2 separate regions of the Drosophila melanogaster genome follow, and region 2 is linked to region 1. A link is a contact called in public Hi-C data. All regions are on one chromosome and are shown on one strand. Each heading gives the region's core, a stretch centred on a gene start, on an enhancer-like site or on the middle of the called end of the contact. The rest is flanking DNA. Distances are from core to core; before and after follow the strand shown.

The links. A called contact is a pair of places that touch in the nucleus more often than the background predicts.
Region 2: a contact with region 1 is called in a Hi-C map of the Kc167 cell line, with 1.9 times the contacts expected there. The contact joins the promoter of cic here to the promoter of Hs6st in region 1. A contact is called at or near these places in 6 of 107 Hi-C or Micro-C datasets (the D17-c3 cell line, the Kc167 cell line, the S2 cell line and 2 more) and 1 of 6 datasets of contacts at active chromatin or transcription factors (the Kc167 cell line).

Annotation. Positions count from the first base shown.
Region 1 is chr3R:20,007,227-20,012,009 of dm6, reverse strand. Hs6st (Heparan sulfate 6-O-sulfotransferase) reads left to right here and starts at 3,498. Exons shown (of 6, transcript NM_001275821.1): 1 at 3,498-3,849. MED25 (Mediator complex subunit 25) reads right to left here and starts at 3,063. Exons shown (of 1, transcript NM_142597.4): 1 at 298-3,063. The coding sequence starts at 2,950. The coding sequence ends at 359. It overlaps CG17190, which reads left to right. Exons shown (of 2, transcript NM_001260271.1): 2 at 1-234. The coding sequence ends at 130.
Region 2 is chr3R:20,249,904-20,254,315 of dm6, reverse strand. cic (capicua) reads right to left here and starts at 1,546. Exons shown (of 18, transcript NM_001275826.1): 1 at 463-1,546.

The DNA.
Region 1 (4,783 bases), core at 2,249-4,748:
TCTGGAAACGTTGGGCAGCGCGGGAACGGTTCTGTTCAGCATCTTGCAGAATCTTCGCAAGGTGTTTGCCGCTAGCGCTGGAAGTGCAAGTTCCGCATCCTCGGGGGGCGGCGGCGGTGGAGCAAACTAGTGGACTTTCTCGGAGATTATGTTCTGTGATTAATATAAGTCTTGTGCAAATTCGGATTTCCCTTGATTCTTACTAATTAAATAAACGAAATGTTATGAAAATGGAGAAATTAATATTTCGATTTTGGGAAATAGATTTTGCCACTACCCCAAAAAAGACTTGCAGTTGGATTTTATAAAATATTTTACTGTCTTAATTCTGGTTTTTTATACGATACTCTTAAGTAGCCTACATGAACTCATAGTTTCCGTCGTCAAAGTTGCGATTGCCGACCATTGGACCGCCTGCTCCCATTTGATTGGGATTCTGGCCACCCATTTGCGGCCGGAACTGATTGCCTGGCGTGGTCTGGTGCTGCAAGAGCTGGCGCAGCCCCGGGTTGTTGTTGCTCATCATGGGACGCACCATGCGCTGCTGCTGCTGTTGCGCCTGCTGCTGCTGCATTGCGGCGACGTTTGGCGCCACTTGTTGCAACTGCTGCTGGAGGTTTGGATTGGGCACGCCACCGGGACCAACACCCACGCCAACACCTACGCCCAGTGGCATTCGCTGTTGCTGCATCATGTTCATCTGCATTTGATTCTGTTGCATGGGCATGCCGCCGGGACCGGGACCAGGTCCGCCGCCAGGACCTCCACCACCCATCTGCATATTGAGTTGGAACTGGTTGTAGTGTTGCTGCTGCGAGTTATCCTGTTGCATCTGTTGCTGCTGTTGTTGTTGTTGCTGTTGCTGCTGCAGCTCCATGGGCGACTTGCCTTGCTGCTGCATCATTTGCTGCTGTTGCTGCTGCTGTTGCATGTTGCCGTGCTGCTTTTGCTGTATGACTTTGCGCAGACGTTCCACAAACATTGCCTGATTATTGGGAATGAAGCCCAGAAAAGCGTTGCGATCGGGCGTGTAGAGTAGGATGAGAACCTTAAGGTCACAGGCTGGTGAGTTGGGGATGGAGGAGAAGTGGACGCAGCCAGCATAGCCGGAGGTCATCATCTTGGCCAGCGAATCGAGTGCCTCTCCTGGAGTGGGTCGAAAAACAACCATTTTCGAGTCCTTGAGAAACTGCCCACCAATATTGCCAACTAGGTGCTTGGGCATTAGCTGCATCAACAGCTTGGGCGGCCAGTTCTCAGCCTTGATCTCGGGCTCGCCATCTTTGATGTTGGTGCACACGGTACACTGGAGTGTATGGGGAATCTTCTGTTGATCGGACTTTGGCTTCTCTGACCACTCCAGCACTCCGGTCCATATCTTTTCCCTCAAGGAGGCCTGCTCCTGCTGCGAATTTCCCTGCTGTTGCTGCTGCGGATTGCCCTGCTGCTGCGGATTCGACTGTTGTCCTACTTGTTGTTGCTGCTGCTGCGGATTAGACATGTTGCCGGCATTGCTAGCCGGCATCATATTGTTTCCTGCATTGGGATTTACCTGCTGCTGTTGCTGTCCTTGCTGCTGCTGTTGCTGTTGCTGGGCCAGTTGCTGTTGCTGCTGCAACTGCTGGTGATTTAGCATCTGCTGCTGGCTCAGCATCTGCATCCTTTGTTGCTGCTGCTGTTGGGCCTGTTGTTGCTGCTGCTGCTGCTGCTGCGCCTGCTGCTGTTGCTGCTGCTGCAGCGAGGTCACAGTTTGGTTCGGCGGCGGCGCATTAATGCGCGATATCAGAGCAGAATTTGGATTCTGTTGCATGCCGCCGCCTTGGCCCACACCGCCCACATTGCCTGCTCCCTGCATGAAGGGCGGACGCGCCTGACCAGGCTGGTTGGGATACATCCAGCGGTTTTGGCCGGGTCCCACGTTTTGCTGGAAGTTCTGATTCTGCATTTGATTGGAAACGAATTGATTCTGCTGCTGCTGCTGCAATAGTTGCTGCTGCTGCTGTGGATTGAGTAAGCCCGCTGGGGGATTTGGACCGGGCTGCTGTTGCTGCATCGTGTTCATGTTCATGACCTGCTGCTGAGGATTGCCTTGTTGTTGCTGTTGCTGCTGCTGTTGTTGTTGCTGTTGCTGCTGCTGGGCTGGAGTGGTGTCCATGGGCATGCCCTGCCCTTGTTGTTGCTGACCAGCTTGATTTTGTTGCTGTTGTTGTTGCTGCTGCACTGTAGCCTGTGCCGCATTGGGTGCAGCCATTTGGGCCGCCATGCTGTTGGGACTAGGTGCTCTCTCCTTGAGGCTGTATCCCTTTAGAAGCACTAGGTGTCTTATGTTCTTGGCATAGTTTTTGCTCGTAATGGGCTGATCTCCGTCGGCCTTCATGAAAAGTTTGAACAACACCGGCATCTTGCGTGGCGCAATAATGGAGAGATTGATTTTGCGCTCGTTGAAGAGCGCCGCCAGCTGCTCACATGATTTGCCCGGATACTTCCACGACTCCGTTGTGGGCATCTGGTACGGCGGACTGTTGCAGATGAGAATGCAGTGCCTCTGGACGCTGGTCTGATCGAGCAACTGGCGCCTTTCGCTGATGTCATCAAAACAGCCGTGGGCCGCAGCAAATCCTTCGGCCATGTGGGCACAGGACTCCATTCCGCCTCCCACTAGTGGCAATCTTTCGATCGTCTCCATCACTTTTTGGGGCTGCAGAAAGGGACCATAGGTTGAACAAACTGGCTCCAGCAGATTGGCCGCTGTACGGTAGACCACAATACCGTACAGAGTGGCAAAGCGCTCCGCAATCAGGTATTCCCGCTCGTCGATGGAGCCAGTGGTGAAGTGCTCCAAAGTCGGCAGGATGTAGTTGGTCTTTAGTTCGTTGATGTAGGCTCCGTTGATGGCGCTGCCCTCGATGACGAAGACCACGTCGGCCAGGGGAATCTGGTCCACCTCCATTGGACGATGGGAGTTGGCTTTAAGTTGAAAAACTTGTTGCAAAAAATGTAAACTATGTTGTCTGCTTTACACCGCTCTTTTACTTTTTTCGTTTGTTTTGCATATCGCTCTGCTGCTATCGATAGTCAACTTATGGTTATCGCTCAGCGATTGCTAGGGCTGCAAAATAAATGAATATTCAAAAGTGCCCATAAAGTTGGATTTAAGAATATGCAGATTGCCTTGAAAACTTGTTTCTATTGAATTCTTTTTCTATTTTCACAAATAAAAAAACGTTTGGTGTTTATCTAATTAACTTAAAATTGAATATTGCATACAAAAGATAACTATAAATAAGATATTACGATGTTTTATGTTAGGTATCATAATTATAGTTGTTTTATGTATGTATTTTCAATGGAACTATAAAGTTAATTCTTTAAATATTCGTTACCAATAGTTTATATCGATGGTTGCAAGTGCTGCCAGACTCTCGCAGCGAGTTTCCGTTCGGCAGTCTGGCAGCGCGGTCAGCTGTTCCTATTGCCCAACTTGCGCAGTTCGTTTTGTTCAGTTCATTCGCCGATTTTGAAGAATGCGGACGTTGACGCTGGTACCGCGTCGTTTTGCCAAAATAATTCGTAAAAAATATACGCAAAACGCTTAGAAAGTGTCAATTAACTAAACATTAGCTATTGAGCAGTGCAAGTGCAGGAAAAACGATCGCAGAAATAGCCGAAAACACATGAAAGTGCGAATTGCGGGCTTTTTTGTGGCTGGCACAGAATGTGTGGCACAAAGCGGAAAGCGCGCTAATTGAGCGTGCGAGCGCCTGAAACGCAGAGAAATGTAAATAAATAAACGTGTGACGCCGCGACAATTGTGAAAAGTGCACAAACACGACGTTTGGCAAGTGAAAAGTGAGTGAAATCTAGATAAATTTCATTAAATTGCCCATTTCGCATCTGGCAAGAAGAACAGCTGTTGTTTGGCATCTCGCTCTGTCTGGTTGTCCTCTCTCTTATTTTGCCCTCTCTCTGTTTTTGTTGCTCCCCTTTGCTTCTGTTTTTTTTTACTGCAATGTTGCTAAATCGTTTGATTCTATTATTATAATTATACTCCTTGCCCTGACGTCACTGCCTCGAAAAACCTGATAATTTGGGTAGGCAATTAGCATGGTTTAAGTATAGTTTAGAGTACAGAGAAGTGAATTAAACGGCCATGTGTGCACAGCATGCATGCTTTTTTGTTATTGTTGCCTGGCAACATGTTTCGCCACATCTGCCTTTTTTTTCTTGTCTCTCTGTTAGTCCAATTTGCCAATAAGCAACTTTTCCATTTGTTTACAATAATTGTGATCGCTACAGAAGCACCGATCGTGAAGTAAAAAGCGCCTACATAAATATAAGGCACCAGTTATGCTTGGGCGTCACTCCGACTGCCGATCGCCAGTTATTTTAGTTGGGTGTTTGTACATTTAAATACCCTACCTAAATGCAACTTACTCGCATGTAGTCAATATCATTCAAACCCTAATATGTTACGCATTTTCCAATCGGGTTTATCACATATAAACAATATCGAAGCCAGATAAAGCGACTTGTGATAATAATCACCCATACAACAAAGGCTGTTCATTCATTATATTTACCATATTATTGATAACTATTTTTATAACTGAACTACAATATGTTCTTATAAATAAAGAATCACTAGATAATTTAAATATTAAATGAAATAAGTACAAACTATTTTTTAACTATAATAAGTTATTATTTGAGTAATTGCACGTATTATCATGTACGGATGTAGGTTTTTTGCTTTAAATAATAAACGTATTTAAACGTATTTTTA
Region 2 (4,412 bases), core at 297-2,796, 240 kb before region 1:
TGATAAAGAATGCATACATACACACGCACATATTAATTCTAGGAGCTATTGTTACGACTTTTTTGTATTTTATGAACAATATGATGTGCAAATGTTTAAATGTTGAGGCTTAGGGTTTATTTAACAAATGAATAGAATTTCTTGAATACAAATTTTGTGGCCTGACCAGCTACAACAAATACACACGGTCACACTGAGACCCACCGCTCTCTTGCCAACTCTCTAATTCCCAGAGAGCGGGGGTGTGCTGGTATGTGTATGTGTGCAAGTTGTGGAAATGAATGAAGCTCTGCTTGCCAACAACGTAAAAGCAAGTGTAAGAGCAAGCCCGGAAGAGGGGGAACAAGAGAGAGAGAGAGAGAGACTGGGGAAGTGAGATGGCGAGAACGGAAGCGGGAAGGGAAATACAAAATTTTCCAATTGGCAAGCACATACAACATGGGGTAAAAGAATTTCGCTTACCGTTTTTCGCTTATTGACGTAGGCGTCCGTTTCTCTCTGTACGTATATGTTTACGTGTATGGGTGTTTATTGCTGTTTTTCTCTTTTATTTTATTTGCTCGGCTTGTTTTTGTTATGCAAAAGGCATAGACTTTTTCGGGTTTTACACGTTAAAAACACAAACACTTTAAAAATTATTTAACTGCTCGCTAAGCCGTTGGTTCTCGCTCTCCCGCGCTGCAAATGCACTGCAAACAAAATGTTGGATTATGGCTGGCTGGGCTTTACAACTTTTCCACGAGCAAAACAACGCACGACTGTGGAAAACGCGAACCGACGAACCGAAAACCGTGAAAAGTGTTCATTCATTGAGGAAAATTGAAATGAGCGCCTAGCATGTGACTCTCTCGCGATTGCTCTCTATGTCTCTCTATCTCTCTTGCCCACACTCGATTTGGGGGCCAGTGTTGCCAACTCAGAGCATAGAGCAGAGCCCAATGCCAATAAGCCGAATCGGGGAAAAGGAGTAAGCAAAGCAAAAAGCCCTGCCTCAGATACTCCAATTCTGATTCGAACTTATTAATTATTTAATTGGGATTCTCGGGCAGCAGTATTGTGGGCTGGCAACACTGCTCCTCTGCACAGACAGCGCGTCGACGTCAGCGTGTTAGTGTTTGTGTGCGTGCTGCGCTCGCTCTCTTTTCCTCATTCACACTCGCACCCTCTCTGTCGCACGCGCATTTTCGATTGATTGTTGTTGTTATTATTATCTTTATACGAGCTTAATCCAATATTTAGCCAGTATCTATGCAGCCCAGTTTGTTTTCCCAGCTCTCTGTTTCACTTGTTTTCACACCTACACTTGTGCGTGCGCTCGCGTTTGTGTGCGTAAGTGCCTTGTATTTGCAAACGAATTTAATTTGCGACACCTAAAAATCGAACAAATGTCGCCACAAACCGTTTTATTCACACAAAAGCCTGCAGGCGCTGCCCGATTTGGCTATTATTGGGGTTTTGTGCGCGGGGCACAAGAGCAATTCACAGGAGCTCCACCTTCCGACATCCGCGACACGTCCGTGCGATTCCGAGCATGAAGTGAGAATCTGCTGGAGACCATTTGCCCCATTTGAGAAAATACCCCCAAAGTGGGACCGTTGGCCGGATTGGGCAAAATCTTACAAGTTGCGTGGCAAAGGCGAATGATACGGTTACACTGGCGCCGCGAGCGGGTGCAACCAAATGTTGTAACTTTTCGGTGATAGAGCGATATATAAATAAATAAAAATTGTAATTGCTTCTTAACATTTACTTTTAGCATGGTTTGCGAATTTATACAAAGATTGTATGAACTGGCTTGTGTACAATCTATCGTTAAGTTAGTCAGTACACGAACCTCTACAGTTCTACACTTCAGTCTGGCAATGCCCAACGTTCTTAAAAATTATGAAATTGTGGTAGCACTGAAAAATATCTGCCACATTTATATTCATTTCTTGTAGAGTAAAGGGGTGTAATATTGCTATTATTGTTTTTAGGTTTTATTGTTTAAGTTAAGTTACTTATATAATATAGTACTGTGTGCAGGAACTTCGGCTGTGTAGGTTGTTTATGATAATCTTCTTTGAATGCATTATTTACATGTAGTAACTTAGTCCAATGTTGTTCAGTTGTTTGGATTATAATAAAAACTAGCATAGTATTATTTACAATTTATGTTACTTTCTTTTTTATTAATATTTCGATTTTATGGAATAGGACAGTTCCTAGGAAATGTGGCATTTATAAAAAGATCAAGGCATCTGTCGGTCTTAAAGATGGTCTGTTTGGTTTAAATGTTACATATGAGATTAGTTCTTAAGATTTGGAGAGATGTCCTTGATTTGATAAAAGGCGTGGAAGAAAGTGTTTTCGAAACTGTAAGGTATATATATTCCGTCTGTCTTGATTTTCCTTCCGTCGAGATTTAGGAAACTTTAAAATCAAAGCCAAGTAAATGTAGATGATTTATATAATCTTAAATAGGTAAGGTAACACTTAAAAACAAACGTGTATCAACAAAAGTTTTTACGAATACGTAATATGCATAATATGCATAGGCATATGCATCCCAGAAAATTTCACAACTATTAAAACATTTAATAAACCAAAATACATTGTTGAAGGCTGTTCAAAATAATCCCCAGAGTAAATAAAAGCTAATGATTGGCAAGCCAAATTTTAAGTGTGACAATAGTCATTTAATTTAAGTACCGCTCCATTTGAGCTTGAGCTTAAAAACTTCTCATTAAACTCAACTTTCTTGAGTGGATAATTTATGAATGCACTATCCTCAAATGAGACCGCTCATATGGAAGGAGCCGTAAAAAGTGCAAACATTCATCAAATTCGCGCCGGAACTTTGGAAATATGAAAACCGCGCTATGTGATCCGTGCACCTGGTGCCGTCTAGCGACATAAATTACGCATACGTCGTGTTAACCGTGGGAAAACATATAAATGTGTTTGCACCCACGCGACAGCGGCAAAAAACAAATTGTTGTACCTTCTGTTGCTGCTGCTATTATTGCCATAACTTTGGACTTTTATTAGCAGAAAACTCTCGGAGCGAATTTTGGCTCCATCAACGAAGAGGCAGCATTTCCAGTTTAATGAGCTGAAAAGTGCAAGTTGAGATACGCAGGTCCCGAAGTATTAGGTTCATTTGATTAATTGGTGGAGCTGGAAAATTTTGCGGCCTAAGTCTTAGTTTTCGAGCACATCAGTGCACAACATTAGAGAATCCATTTATAAAGCTTATAGCAAAACTCTAATAATGATAGCTGCAAAGTGATTTACAATTCTTGAATTAAAATCTATTACTTCTAATTCCTCTATAAATAAAATATATTTAAGTATCCAACAATTTACACTATAAAATAAAAATGACAGAAGTTATAAAACCATGTAAGATATATGCTTATTGCAATAACTTAAAAAATGATTACGGATCTGAATATTAAACTAGGTGTACTAAACATTATATATTTTCCACCCAAATATGTGACAGCTTCAATGGATCATAAAAATTTACCAGTTTGTTTAACACATTAATTAGGATTTACGTTGCAGCAGCGAGGGGAGAGAGATTTTGTCGTTGATTTTGGGTATTTAAAATAATAATCTCAATTAGCTACACCTGCCATCAAGTTTTTATGTCCGCATGTGTGACAGGAGCTGCACAAAAAGTAATTTGTAAAATTCTCCGCTATAAAACATTAATAACAAAAAGGTGGCGAGTGTCAAGCCAAAAGACACCTACCTGTGGATCTCAACCCTCGTTTCGCATAAATATCTTGGCCAACACATTTTTCGCATTTAGTTTGTAATAAAAAGCAACATTAAAAGCGTATATTCACTTCAAACCGACATTACGCCAACTTGTGGTTAGTTTGGCAAACTTCTGGGGCATTTGGTGTGCTGATGGGTTTTTTTTTCGGATGCTAATGCGCTACAGGATTTGTTCTTGCAGCATGTTGCAATTAAATGAGATGAGACAGTATTATCTATAATCATATACGTAAATGTATTTTAACATAATCTAAAATCATGTCAGGGGTACGCTTAAAATTCCTGCGAATTTCCATTAAATTTGAGCTCATCAAAATGGCTTAACAAATGTGAAGTGTGTTTAATTTTAAATTAATTATGGCCGCAAGCGGTCCAATTTTACATGTTGCACACTCTTCACCGAAACATACTCACACTCATTTACCAACACATTTTAAATAATGAAATTTGCGCATAAAACTTTGCCTTGTCGTAAACGAGTAAAATAGAAGGCAACTGAAACACACAGAGATGGGGGGAAAAAAAGCGATGTTGCATGCAGCACACATCAAACAAAATAAACAAACTGGGCGGGAAATGGGCGGAAAAGTCAGTCTACAAAAGAGTTACAAAATGACCAGTGGGCATTTTGTTTTTCTTTTTTC